Regions from separate parts of the Ovis aries genome. Here region 1 is linked to region 2. The links are chromatin contacts, called in public Hi-C maps. All regions are on one chromosome and are shown on one strand. The core of a region is the stretch at or near the end of the contact, and the rest is flanking DNA. Distances in the headings are between cores, read along the strand shown. Region 1 has its middle 26 kb from the start of SPRYD7. Region 2 overlaps ARL11 (ADP ribosylation factor like GTPase 11).

The links. A called contact is a pair of places that touch in the nucleus more often than the background predicts.
Region 1: a Hi-C map of tail adipose tissue shows a contact between it and region 2, with 6 times the contacts expected there. The contact joins two enhancer-like sites. A contact is called at or near these places in 12 of 16 Hi-C or Micro-C datasets (blood, hypothalamus, liver and 7 more).

The regions. Positions count from the first base shown.
Region 1 is chr10:19,718,334-19,724,655 of ARS-UI_Ramb_v3.0, reverse strand. No RefSeq gene overlaps it. Among named protein-coding and RNA genes, the nearest start is that of SPRYD7, 26 kb to the left of the region's middle. Within about 2 kb of position 4,120, at least 17 of the 54 cell types and tissues checked have an H3K27ac peak or open chromatin away from gene starts, as enhancers often do.
Region 2 is chr10:19,518,363-19,524,971 of ARS-UI_Ramb_v3.0, reverse strand. It overlaps ARL11 (ADP ribosylation factor like GTPase 11), which reads right to left. Exons shown (of 3, transcript XM_012184473.4): 3 at 5,510-6,609. Among named protein-coding and RNA genes, the nearest start is that of ARL11, 11 kb to the right of the region's middle. Within about 2 kb of position 3,436, at least 3 of the 54 cell types and tissues checked have an H3K27ac peak or open chromatin away from gene starts, as enhancers often do.

The DNA.
Region 1 (6,322 bases), core at 2,871-5,370, 200 kb before region 2:
TTTCTAAGCATGAGAATACGTCAGATTTTTCTAAAGAACGTTTGCCCAGTCATAGAAGAGGGAAGAAATTTGAAAAACATATTGTCCTTTCTTTTCTCATGTCCTTTTCTTTACCATAAAATTACTGTGCACTGAATTTCAGAAGGCCATATCATTAAAGCTGTCAAATTTTGCAAATTCATACCATGACAGTTTGGTGTTCCGCTACTGGCAGACTTCTCTCTGGTCAGGGATGGAACCCAGGAACCCTGCACTGGCAGTCTTAGCCGCTGGACCACCACGGAAGTCCCAGCCACGACTTTAAAGGAAAAATGTAAACTCTTTCATGCAGTCAGGTGAAACAGAACTGTGCTCTGTTAACTGTCTTCACTTTTGCCTACAGAATGTGGGGTCCTTGAAGTGCCTGGCATATATCGCTTTTAAACCAGCTCCGTCATTTCAAAAGCAGATGGTAGGAATATTTGCAGAGAAGAACATACCTGAAACATTACGTTTTGATCCGTGGGCAGTGAAGATTCCATTTGTCTGTTCTCTTCCGCTTGGATTTTGGGCCTTATCCCTGTTGTACCCCCTGATTAATACTTATTTTCTCAGGGTTGTGGTTTCGTGGTTTTTGGATGTCACTTCTTCCCGAGTGACTTGCTGTCCCTGCATCTCCAAGAGGATCCCAGCAACTTAGCCCTTCCTTTTTTCCTTTTCCCATCTACTAAGTGGCTCGGATGGTAAAGAATCTGCCTGCAATCCAGGAGACCCAGGTTCGATCCCTTGGTCCCGAAGATTCCCTGGAGAAGGAAATAGCAACCCACTCCAGTATTCCTGCCTGGAAAATTTCATAGAGGAGGCTGGTGGGCTACAGTCCTTGGAACTGCAAAGAGTCGGACACAACTGAACAACTGTGACTTAAGTTGACTGTGCTTGAACTCACTGGTCTTTCAGTTCCTGGATTCCTTTGTTTCAATCAGTGGAGCTTCCAACCAAACTGGCACACTAACTCCTAAGCAAGCCAACCCACATGCTAGTCATAGAGTTAACTTGGAAATACTGTTCTAACTTCCAGAACTTTATGAAAATCACAGTGAGTTTAGACACTCCTGTAGATAAACCGTCTTTGTTTTGATTAGTATTTCGCTGGTATATCATTTTGCATTCATTTACATACAGGCTTTGCATTTTCCTTATGCTTTAGGTTCATCTCTTGTTCACAGCACATACTTGGATTTTTTTAAAAATCCAATGGTCAGTCTTTTTCTTAAACTGATTAATTTAGTTCATGTATATTTGCTGTAATTATTTATATAGTTGGACCTGTTTCTGTGATCTTAGTATTTTATTTCAGCCTGACTCACTTTTTCTGTACTTCCTGTTAACCCTTTCTTTAATAAGTATACATTCCCCCCAGTGACTCAGATGGTAGAGAATCTGCCTGCCACACAGGACCCATCTCTGACCCATCTCTGGGTCAGGCAGATCCCCTGGAGAAGGGAATGGCAACCCACTCCAGAATTCTTGCCAAGAGAATCCCATGGACAGAGGAGCCTGGCAGGCTACAGTCCCTGGGAATGGAAAGAGTTGGACACAACTGAGCGACTAACACTTTCACACCTCTAATAAGAGCAAAGCTTTACTATACACTCATATCTCTTCATCTCTAACCCCAGACCTATATTATGTTACTCTGTGTGTGGGTGCTAACTTGCTTCAGTCGTGTTGGACTCTTTTGTGACCTCATGGACTGTAGCCCACCAGGCTCCTCTGTCCATGGGATTTCCCAAGCAAGAATGTTGGAGCGAGTTGCCATTTCCTTCTCCAGGGGATCTTCCCCACCCAGGGACCGAACTCGTGTCTCCTGCAGGTTACACTGATGCATTGGCAAGAGGGTTCTTTACCATTTACCTCCTGGGAAATCTACATAGTGTTATTACCTACATTTCAATGCCAGTTTATGGGAAATATATATACTTTTTTTCTTTAGTCATAGCTATCCTTCTAAGTCAAACAAATTTTACCAGTATCTCTTGCAGCACCTAAAAGATTTTCTCCCCACTTATTTTAACCTCTTTGCCCAAAACAGTTTCCAGTGTAGTCTTTGTGTGATAAATTTTCTGGGGACTTCAATGCCTGAGAATATTTTTTAATTATGCGCTGCTTTTGGTGGCAGATTGGACAAAGGAAAGAGGCTGGTTCTAATTTCTGTTCCCTCAATATTTTGAAAATACCACTCCACTGTTTTTTCTCTCTCTCTTTTTTTTGGCATGTGGGATTTTTCCCTGACCAGGGATTGAAACCACGTCCCCTGCAGTGGAAGCTCAGAGTCCTCACCACTGGACTGCCAGGGAATTCCCTCCACTATTTTCTTGAATCAGTTGTTGCTATTGAAAAATTTGATGTCATCTGACTTCTCTTTTTGCAATCTTCTCTTTCCCTCTGCAGTACTTTAGAATTTTCTCTGCTTCTTTTGAAATTCTTAATTTTACTGTAAAATATCCTGGTGTGGATTTTTTTCATTATTTCTCCTCTATAACTCATTCAATCTTTCACCATTTATAAGTTACAAAAACTTATCTCAGTTTCTCCTCGAACACTTCTTCCTCTTCATTTTATTTTTCCTCTCTTTCTAGGACTTTTATCAGTCACATGATAGTATTCAATACTTCTATCTTCCAAATAACCTAGCTTTTAAAAAATATTTTATATCTTTTTGTAAAATAAAATTTAAAATATTTTATATCTTTTTGTAAAATAAAATTTAAAATATTTTATATCTCTTTCTTCCTTCCTTCTGAAAGATTTCCTTCACCTGGTCTTCCAAGTTGCTAATTTGTTCTGCAGCCTTATCCATTCTGTTATTTGTCCACCTGATGTGTTCTTTTCAACTGTTATTGATATATTTTTCACATCTAAGATTTCTTATGTTTGTTTTCTTTTTTTTTGTTTATATTGCCATATATTCTTTAATCTCTTTTGAAGGACAGTTTTGCTGGATATGGCTTCCCCAGTGGCCCAGATGGTAAAGAATCTGCCTGCGATGCAAGAGACCCCGGTTCGATAGCTGGGTGGGGAAGATCCCCTGGAGAATGAAATGAACACCCACTCCAGTATTTTTGCCTGGAGAATTCCATGGACAGAGGAGCCTGGCGGGCTACAGGCCATGGGGTTCCGAATAGTCAGACATGATTGATAGACTAACATCGCAACTACTACTAATCCAATATGACTGGTGTTTTTTAAAAAAGAGGAAATTGGGGGACAGACATGCATACGGAGTGAAGACGGCCATCTACCAGCCAACAAAAAAGGCCTGGAAAAGATCCCTCCCTCAGGGCTCTCTCAGGAAGAACCAACTCCAACTTACTTCAGACTTCTGTCCTCCAGAATTGTGAGATGATAAATTTCTGTTGTTTAAACCACCCAGTCTGGGGTTTTTCTTATCGGAGTCTTAACAAATGGCCTCCCTGGTGGCTCAGTGAAAGAATCCACCTGCCAATGCAGGAGACACGTTCGATCCCTGGGAAGATCCCCTGCAGGAGGAAATGGCAACCCACTCCAGTATTCTTGTCTGGGGAATTCCACGGACAGAGAAGCCTGGTAGGCTACTGTCCATGGTTTCACAAAGAGTTGGACATGACTGAGCGACTCAACAACAACAAGCAGATTAACACAAATCTCAATTTTGGCGTGTTTCAACTGTGCAAATACCTTCTTTTAGGGTGCTTCAATTACCTCACCAGAAAAACAGGATAAGCCTTCCCTCGCAGGGCTGCTGAGAAGTTTAAACAAGATAAGGTTAAGTGAAGAGCACCCAGTTCCCACACTGGAACAGAGTGAATACTCGGTAAATATTACTTAGGTCTTTCCTGCTTGAACAAACCAAGTATTTCTTTCAGTTTACCCGACTGTGGTCAGCTCGGCAGCCTGGGGATGCAGCCTGGTACCGTCGACAGAATCCGCTCGAAGCCCTCGGAAAACACAGAAAAAGGCTTCGACAGCTTTGGGCGGCCCCGCTTCACCCTGTGCCTTTGGCCAGGGGTGCCCCTAAGGTTTCTATTCCGCCCTGTGTAGGGAGAAACCTGTTCCGGAGGACGGCCTCTAGGGGGCGCGCTGTCTTCAGAACTCGAGCCTGGACTCGCCCCTGGAGCGAGGCAAGGCGGCTCTGAGGCCACGCGGAAGGCGCGCTGTCCCCCTTCCTCCCCGCGCAGTTTGCTCGCAGTAACTCTGGGAACCGGAAACCCCTCACTTTCCAGCCCTTCGATGAGCGCGCACTGATGCGCGATGTGCTGTATCACTTACTCTGGACAAACCTTTCTCACAACTAAGTTCAGGCTCAGAGAGGTTAAGTAACTGGCCGAAAGCCACACAGCCAGCGGACTAGAACCCATCTCTTCCCAACTCCAAAAGCAGTAAAACATCTTTATGGTCCAAGAAGCGCCAAGTGTTCAGTTCTCCAGAGGGAGCCAGGTGACTTGCAGACCTAATCATGGGCCCACCAAAAGACCTCAGGGACAAGAGAACCAAACAGCCTTTGCTAATACTGTCCTTTTCTCCTTGGAACTTGCTGTTGCTCCTGCAGCCCTGTGTCTCTGCCTCTCTTTGCATCCAGTGGTGATTTTTTTTTTAAGCTGCCCTGACTCATTCTGAAAGTGAAGTTATTGGAGGTTAATTCCTTTTCCTTCTTTTCTCCTGAGATAGTTGATTTTCACAGCCACTCCAAACGAGTGTTCAGGACAGTGTAGGAGCAAATGTTTTAACTGTTTATTGCCTCCACTGGAGGAGTCAGGACACATTAAAAAACAACAGTAGTGAGTGCATGTAATTGATGGCTTATGTCTACACTGCTGGGCAACAGCAGGGTTTTTCCTCCGAGATATAGTCTCGCGTGCCAGAAAAAATAACCAGTGTAACATGATGTTCCTTGACACTGAATTTGTACTCCAAGTCCGTCCAGGTGATAATCTCCAGCTCCTTCGGGCAATTGTTCATTCACCCACCCACCCATCCATCCTGCCAACAGTTGGGAGCCCATAGCACGCACACCACGGAGCCCTGAACCTTGACGGTATCTGCCTACAGGACCATTGTGATCCGGCAGAGCAGCGCTCACAGGAGAACTGACACCAAGCCCATATTCAGAAAACACTCTTTAATGAAGGCCATGCTCATGCAAAATATGTCAGTTCTTCCTGGACTTTTTGTTGTCTGGCCTTGTGTCAGTTCTTTTTAAGAGTATAGGAGTGGGACTTGCTCGGTGGTTAAGAATCGGCCTTGCAGTGCAGGGGACGGAGGTTCAATCCTTGGTTGTGGAACTAAGCTCCCACGTCCCACATGCCTTGGGAGCAACTAAGCCTGTGCACCATAACTAGAGAGTCTGTGGGCTGCAAAGAAAGATCTAGCATGAAGCAAGGAAGATCCCAAGTGACGCAGCTAAGACCCGATACAGTCAAATAAATAAACAAATATATTTTTTTTAAGTATAGGAGTGAAGAGAGGAGCAGCTGGGAGGCTGGAATTTTGTTTCTCTGTTACACTCACCAGTCCCAATGTGGTCCTGTGGACAAAGCCCTGGCTTTTTGTATTTGTAAAGCAAGGAACACTGGCTTCTTTCTAACTCTGCTAGAGTCTCATGTCAAACTGGCATCATCAACTGCCACAGCCTCCAACTTTAGTATCTCTTCTGCCCACAGCAGAGTTCACAAGCCTAATGCTATCTGTGTGCAAGATGAACTGCATCTCCGTGAACCCCTGGAAAACAGACTCCTGGGCCAAGACAGCCTCCCTGCCCCCCATCCTTTGCTATGCATTTATTCTGTAGGTTAGTGGACTCAGGGAGGCCAGACTGCCTCGGAGGCCCTCCCCAGGCTCTTGTTCAAACATGCCACCATCAATATCTAAGTAAAAGTGATTGGGTGTCATGGAGAGCAAAGACACTTAGAAGGTGCTTGAAGGTCATAGCAGAAGAGCAGAAAGTCTTCAGAACAATCCTGGGGCCTTGGAATCTTGACACATAGATACCAAAATGTCGATTGAAAGGAGGTAGAGGCTGGAGCTCACAGAGGTGAGGTAACTTGCTGGAAAGTGACTAGAACCCAGGGACCTAACTCCTCTGGATTCCAAACTCAGTGCTCTCTCTACCAGGCCACCAACTACAAGTGTGAAATACTGACACTTAGCCAGACCGTTGGAGCTTCCATGGTGGCTCAGCGGTAAAGAATCTGCCTGCAATGCAGGAGACCCCAGTTCAATCCCTGGGTCAGAAAGATCCCCTGGAGGAGGGCATGGCAACCCACCCCAGTATTCTTGCCTGGAGAATCGCCATGGACAGAGGAGC
Region 2 (6,609 bases), core at 2,187-4,686:
ATCCCTGGTTTCCCTCCTCTTCACATCCCCAGACCCCCACGTTTTTGGTTGAGTCTCTCCCACTTGGCAGCCCCATTCCAAGCAGAGATGGTTCTGCAGGAAGAGCGAAGGTGGTTTGTTACAGGACTGAGTGCAATTAAATCCCAGAGGTCCTGCCAGCTGAGGTGCACTCCCCCTCAGCTGCATGCTGTCTTCTTCCTCTCTGCTTTGATCAACATTGTATAGGAATCTCTAAGTCCATTCCAGAATCTCTGGCTTCCAGAACCCATTGCCTGCTCTCCATTCTTAACTAAAACCTGCTCTCAGCATAGCATATAATCCGTATGTTCACATTAAGTTAGAATCAACTGAACACCCACAAGATGGAAGAGAGTTTTATGGCCCGGGACGACTCCTGGGAGCACGTGAAATTGGAAAACCAAGGAATCTTAAGAATTCCAAGAAGCAGTTTCACACAAAACTGAGAAGTAGCCATTACCACTGCATTTTCCCTCTCAACATCCATACGCCCCTGGCGTGACCATGTTCATGTCAGACTGTCCTCTGTACAAATGTCAAAGCACACGCCAAGTTTGTAGGACATTTGCCATCCACCACCCCTGTCTGAGGTTAGTTCTTTTCTTAACTCGTAAATGATTCAAGACTCAAGCTCTTTTTATGATTCAACCTTGGGATCCCACCCTAGAGCATTATTTTATAAACCAGTGAAATCATGGTATAAAACTATAGATAGGTGGTTTCCACCATTTAGTGCCTGTATTAGTCACCTAGCACTGCGGGGGAAAGACACACCATCTTCTCAGTGGCATGCAGTGGTAAGCATTGTGTTTGGAGCCCTGTGGGGGACCGGGATCTGGATGATCCCGACTGGCCTCAGCTGGCCATCTCCGCTTGGGCTGCCGTGGCTTCAGGTCTCTGGACTACTTAGTAGGCTTTTGTTTGTTTTAAAATTATTTTGTCTTTGGCTGTGCTGGGTCTTTGCTGCTATGCTCAGGCTTTCTTCCAGTTGCAGTGGGCAGGGGGTACTCTCTGGCTGTGGTGCGAGGGTTTCTCATTGCGGTGGCTTCTCTTGATGCAGAGCATGGGCTCGAGGGCGCAGGCTTAGGAGTCGTGGTTCATGGGCTTAGTTGCCGCTTGTCTTGTGGGATCCTCCCGGAGCAGGGATCGAACCCACATCCCCTGCGCTGGCAGGTGGACTCTTAACCACCAGGGAAGTCCTTGGCGGTTTTGCTCTCATGCCTCTCCTCCTCTCCTCCTCGGACAGCAGGCCAGCTGAAGCTTGTTCTTCTGATGGCAGAGTCAGCAGAGGGAAACCCCCGCATGCAAACACTATTCAAACCCCTGCTTGTGTCTATCTGCTGACAGCCCACTGGCCAAAGAAAGTCACATGGTCAACCCCAGTGTCGACAAAAGGACCCTCCATCCACAATGAAGCCACAGCAAATGTGTGGATGGAGAAAGGAGTGAGGAATCGGGGCCAATAATACCACCGTGCTCGCTGGTGGCACACAAGACGATAAAGGGCTTCTTCGGCCAGTTGCTGCTAGCAGCGTTTTGTTGCAAAGGTGCTTCAAGGAGCCCAGCCAGTTCTGGGAAACTTCGGAAAGTTAAACAGCTCACAGGCTCCCTGTGGTCAGAGAACCAGGTGACCACCCTGCTAAATCCAAGTCAGCTTCTAGAGGGAGAGGGCAGCCCGGGAGGCCAGATGAAGAGGGAGCAGTCAGCAGAGGTGTAGAGAACAGAGCAGACAACCAAAGAACTCTTCCACAGCTCAAGGGTGCAAACCGCTATGCTCTGAGGCATTGATGCCAAGGAAAGCAGATGGCAGAGCCTCTGGGCCAGCCAGGTGAAGGCCAGCGCTAGCCGAAATATGGACAAGAAGGAATACCAAATAGGCAAGGTTGAGACCCTGACTCGAGCCCTATAGTTAGTTGGGTTTAGATGCTTAAATTAAGTGGCTGACTTTATTTGAGGGGGCTCCAAAATCACTGCAGATGGTGATTGCAGCCATGAAATTAAAAGACGCTTACTCCTTGGAAGGAAAGTTATGACCAACCTGGACAGCATATTAAAAAGCAGAAACATTACTTTGTCAACAAAGGTCTGTCTATCCAGATCATGTTCATTGGACAGCTGAAACTGAGTGAACTCCGGGAGATGGTGATGGACAGGGAGGCCTGGCCTGCTGCAGTCCATGGGGTCGCAAAGAGTCGGACACGACTGAGTGACTGGACTGAACTGAACTGAACTGAAGCAAAGTTATCCGTGATGTTCTGGTTGCTCTTGCCTTATTTATTATTTAAAATGTAGTTTTCATTTTTATAAAAATCATACAGGTGTCTAGTTTAAGAAGTGAAATAAAACCCAGAGGCCTGTAATGGGAAACAGAAGTCTCCTGCTTGGGGCTTCCCTAGTGGCTCAGACAGTAAAGAATCTGCCTACAATGCAGGAGACTAGGGTTCGATCCCTGGGTTGGGAAGATCCCCTGGAGGAGGGCATGGCAACCCACTCCAGTATTCTGGCCTGGAGAATCCCATGGACAGAGGAGCCTGGCGGGCTCACATGTGACTGAGCCTCTAACACACACATAGTCTCCCTGCTGCTGCTGCTGCTGCTGCGTTGCTTCAGTCGTGTCCGACTCTGTGCGACCCCATAGACGGCAGCCCACGAGGTTCCCCTGTCCCTGGGATTCTCCAGAAAAGAACACTGGAGTGGGTTGCCATTTCCTTCTCCAATGCATGAAAGTGAAAAGTGAAAGTGAAGTCGCTCAGTCATGTCCGACTCTTCACGACCCCATGGACTGCAGCCTACCAGGCTCCTCCATCCATGGGATTTTCCAGGCAAGAGTACTGGAGTGGGGTGCCAGTGCCTTCTCCGATACCAAGTCTTAATTACTTCTCCCCAGAAGCAGATGTTTTAGCTGTGTCTTGTCATATTTTCTCTATATTTCCCCCCACATTTATGTTGCTGTTCCTTGATTTTCCAACCTTACACATCGTCTGTTTTCCTACCTTGGAAGAGAAGAATCTAACCCTCTCACACTCTCCCCCATGCTCCACCCACACACATATTTTCCTTCCTCCATCCTCCCACTAGAGACATTTTGGTTAAATGAATATTTTAGTACTTATATTATTATGACTTATGTAAAAACTTTTCACAACTGAGCCATTCGGTATACTATGATTATATTTCCTTTTGGTGCAACTTTTGTTTCCCCAAGAGTTTTTTTTTTTTGTTCTGTCTGTTTGCTTGGTTTTCTCTTGATAAATGCTTATCAATAATACAGCCCTAAACTGTCAGAATTGTGGATTTCACTGATGCAATCGAATAGATAAGAGGAAGCCACTGGGTTTTTTGGTAGGTTTATCTGCAACATCCTTCCGGGAACCACGCATTCTCTGGTTCTCTTCTGTACTAATTGCTCTGGAGGCCGTCACAGAGCTGGTGTTCTCAAAACTCCTCTGCTTCCCTCTGGTGGTGAATCTCACAGTGCCTGCATCCCTGATCTTCATTTCAGTTTATTCTCTTAAAGGAGCGTGACGACCAGTACCCTTCTAAGAAAAGATGCACGCATTCTCGTTTATCTGAAAATGACATTCTGTCCTCATAAATGATTGCTAGCTTGATTGGGTGTAAAATTCTAGGGGGAAAATAATTTTCCCTCAGAATGTTTTCTCTTAACTTTCCATTTTGAAATAATTTTCGACTTACAGAAAACTGCGTAAACATTCCAGAGTTCTGGCTAACGCCTTTACCTAGCTTCCCCTAATGCTAACGTCTTACATAGCCGGGATGCACGCAGAAGTGCACATCAAAAAAAAAAAAAAAAAAAAGAGGCAACTAAGCAATTAACTTCAGTACACTGTGTTAACAAAGTGGCAGACTTTGGATCTCACCAGTTTCAATAATGTCATTTTATTTTCCAGGATCCAATCTAGGACCTCACATTATACTGAGTTGCTAAATCTTCTTTGTCTCCTCCATCTGAACCGGTCCTCAGTCTGTCTCTTTCATGATCTTAACCATTTTGAAGAGTACTGGTCAATTATTTTGTAAAATGTCCCTCAGTTTGGATTTTTCTGATGTTTTATCATGATTCGGTTGAGCCTATGGACTTTGGGGTGAGAATGCCACCGAGACGACGTGCCCATCTTCCCGCCTCATATGGTGATGCTATGCTCACCGCTCCATGGTGATGCTATGCTCACTCCTCAGGATGTCCATCTTCATCACTTGGCTAAGTAGTTCATGCTAGGCTTCTCATTATTATTTTTCCTTTTATAATTAGTAAAAATATTGGTAGACATTCTCTAAGATAACACAAATACCCTGTTTGTCCTCAGACTTTCACTTATCAAATTTTAGCATCCATTGGTGAATCTTACCTATAAAGAGTTATTAATATACTGTGCTTAATAGTAATTTTCTATTTGCCTCATTTCTTTTACCGTCATTAATGAAATTCTTTTGTAAGATGAAGCTGTTCCTTCTCCTCCATGCATTTAGTCATTCACTTAGTTATTTGTATCAGCATGCACTCACTGATATTTCTTTTATCCTAGGGGTTATCATACCATTTTCAATTGTTCAAATTGCCCTCTGAATATTGAAGGCTTTGTTCCATTATCCTTTAGGTTTTAGTATTGCTGTTAAGTTTAATGCAGTTCTGGTTCTTGACCTTTAGTATGTGACCTGTCATTTTTAGGATGTTCTGAAATTGAAGAGTATTGTGCTCATGTTTATAACATGCATTTGTATTGGGCAACTCCGTAGACTTTTTCAGGCTGGAAACTCATGTGTTCTGAAAAATGTTCTTGTTTTATATATTTATCTGATAATTCATCCCTCTTCTTTCTCACTCTTTCTGAGTTTTCTGGGACATCATTATCCTGATGCTAAACTTTGAGACTAATCCTCTAGTTTTCTTATGTTTTAATTCCCAGTTTTTCCTCCTTTATCATTTTGTTCTACCTTTTAGGAGATTTTTGCTTCTACTCTGTCTTCCAACTTTGTACTGGATTTCAGTGTAGAATTCCAAGAGCGCTTTCTTGGTTTCTAAATTTTTTTTTATAGCCATCTTGCTTCATGGATGTGAGATCTTCTCTTATTTCTAAGGAGATGTATCATTTGGGGGAAGTTTTCTTTTGCTTCCTGAAATGATCTCTTTCTCCTCTTTCCTCTGAGTTGTTTTTTCCTTTCTCTCTCTCATATTGGAGACTTTTTCTCGGATGTCCTGTCGTCCTTTATTATCTGTTCCTATTTGAATAAGGCATTATCACTTCTTCACACTGGAGTGATCCATCACTCACTGCCTTCAGCTTCCCGACTAGTGAGATAATCAAGCGTTGTCCCTGATGAGATGCAGCATGAAGTAGAGAATGCCACCTCCCTGTGTCACCAAAAACATCTGACCTGAATCTCGTCACACCTTTAGACCTGACTTCCACTTGACAGCGTTTACAAGTGATACGGGGACCAATTAAATGACACACGACCCAGTCAGACACCAGCTCTGAGATGCTGCTTTAATGAATGACCTGGTCCCTTCAAAATATCAACATTGCGGGGCAGACAAATGGAAGGAGGATAAAGAGACATAATAACCAGATGCAATGATATTCTAGGGACAGTGCGGGAAATTTGAATATGGATTGAATATTGGAATGTACTTGGGAACTATTTGAAATTTTCTCAGGTGTGATAATGCATGTGGGTTAGAGCTGATGTGGTCCTTATTCTTTGACTAGAGATACTGAAATATGTCTAGGTAAAATACAACGTCTGCAGTCATCTTCAAATGGTTCAGAAATATACTATATGTACATACCTTTATCTAAAGATAAAACAAACATGCCAAGGTGTTAGCAATTGTAGTACTTAAGAGGTGGGCATATGAGTGTTCATTATAGTAATTTTTTTTTCAGCTTTTCTGTATGTTTACATTTTCCATAATAAAAATGTAGGTGGAGGAAAGAGAAAGATACCAGAAAGCTTCTAGAAGCTCGTGTGAGTCCTGGCTCATAGGAGGCAGGGCTCGTCAGCTGCTGAGCCAGCTGGTTCATCCGGGGACCTTCAGATATCAGTGTTGTGTCTTCTCTCCAGCCAGCCAGTTCCTAGAGGGGGGCCCCCAGTTCCCACCTCCCTGTGTAAACCTCCCTGCCAGCCCCTGGGAGCTGGAAGCGGGAGAGTCCAGGCAGCCTCACTAGTCCATTCACACACTTTCAAGGCTTTTTTTTTTTAACAGATGTCTCATCTCATCCTCAACTGGTAACACCTCCAGAGAATAAACTGAAAGCATCCAGTGGTCCAGACTGAATAAAATAGCAAAGGAGTCTGAGGATATGTCTCTTCATACAGACTTTCCACAAGTTATGTTTCCTTTGTTGCTTCATGAGAACCCAAGTCCTGAGATGTCCTGGGGTTTGTGTCAGAAGGACTTGCTGTGTGAGGCTGTGTAGACCGAGGTTTCTGGGCCACACTTCTGCAGAGGTTCAAATTCTGCTGTGTGACCTGGGACAAGTTGTTTAACCTCTCTGTGCCTCATCCCCCAGATCAAGTTAGAAACTCTCACATTGTTGGGGAATTAATACACCTTGAACTTAGACC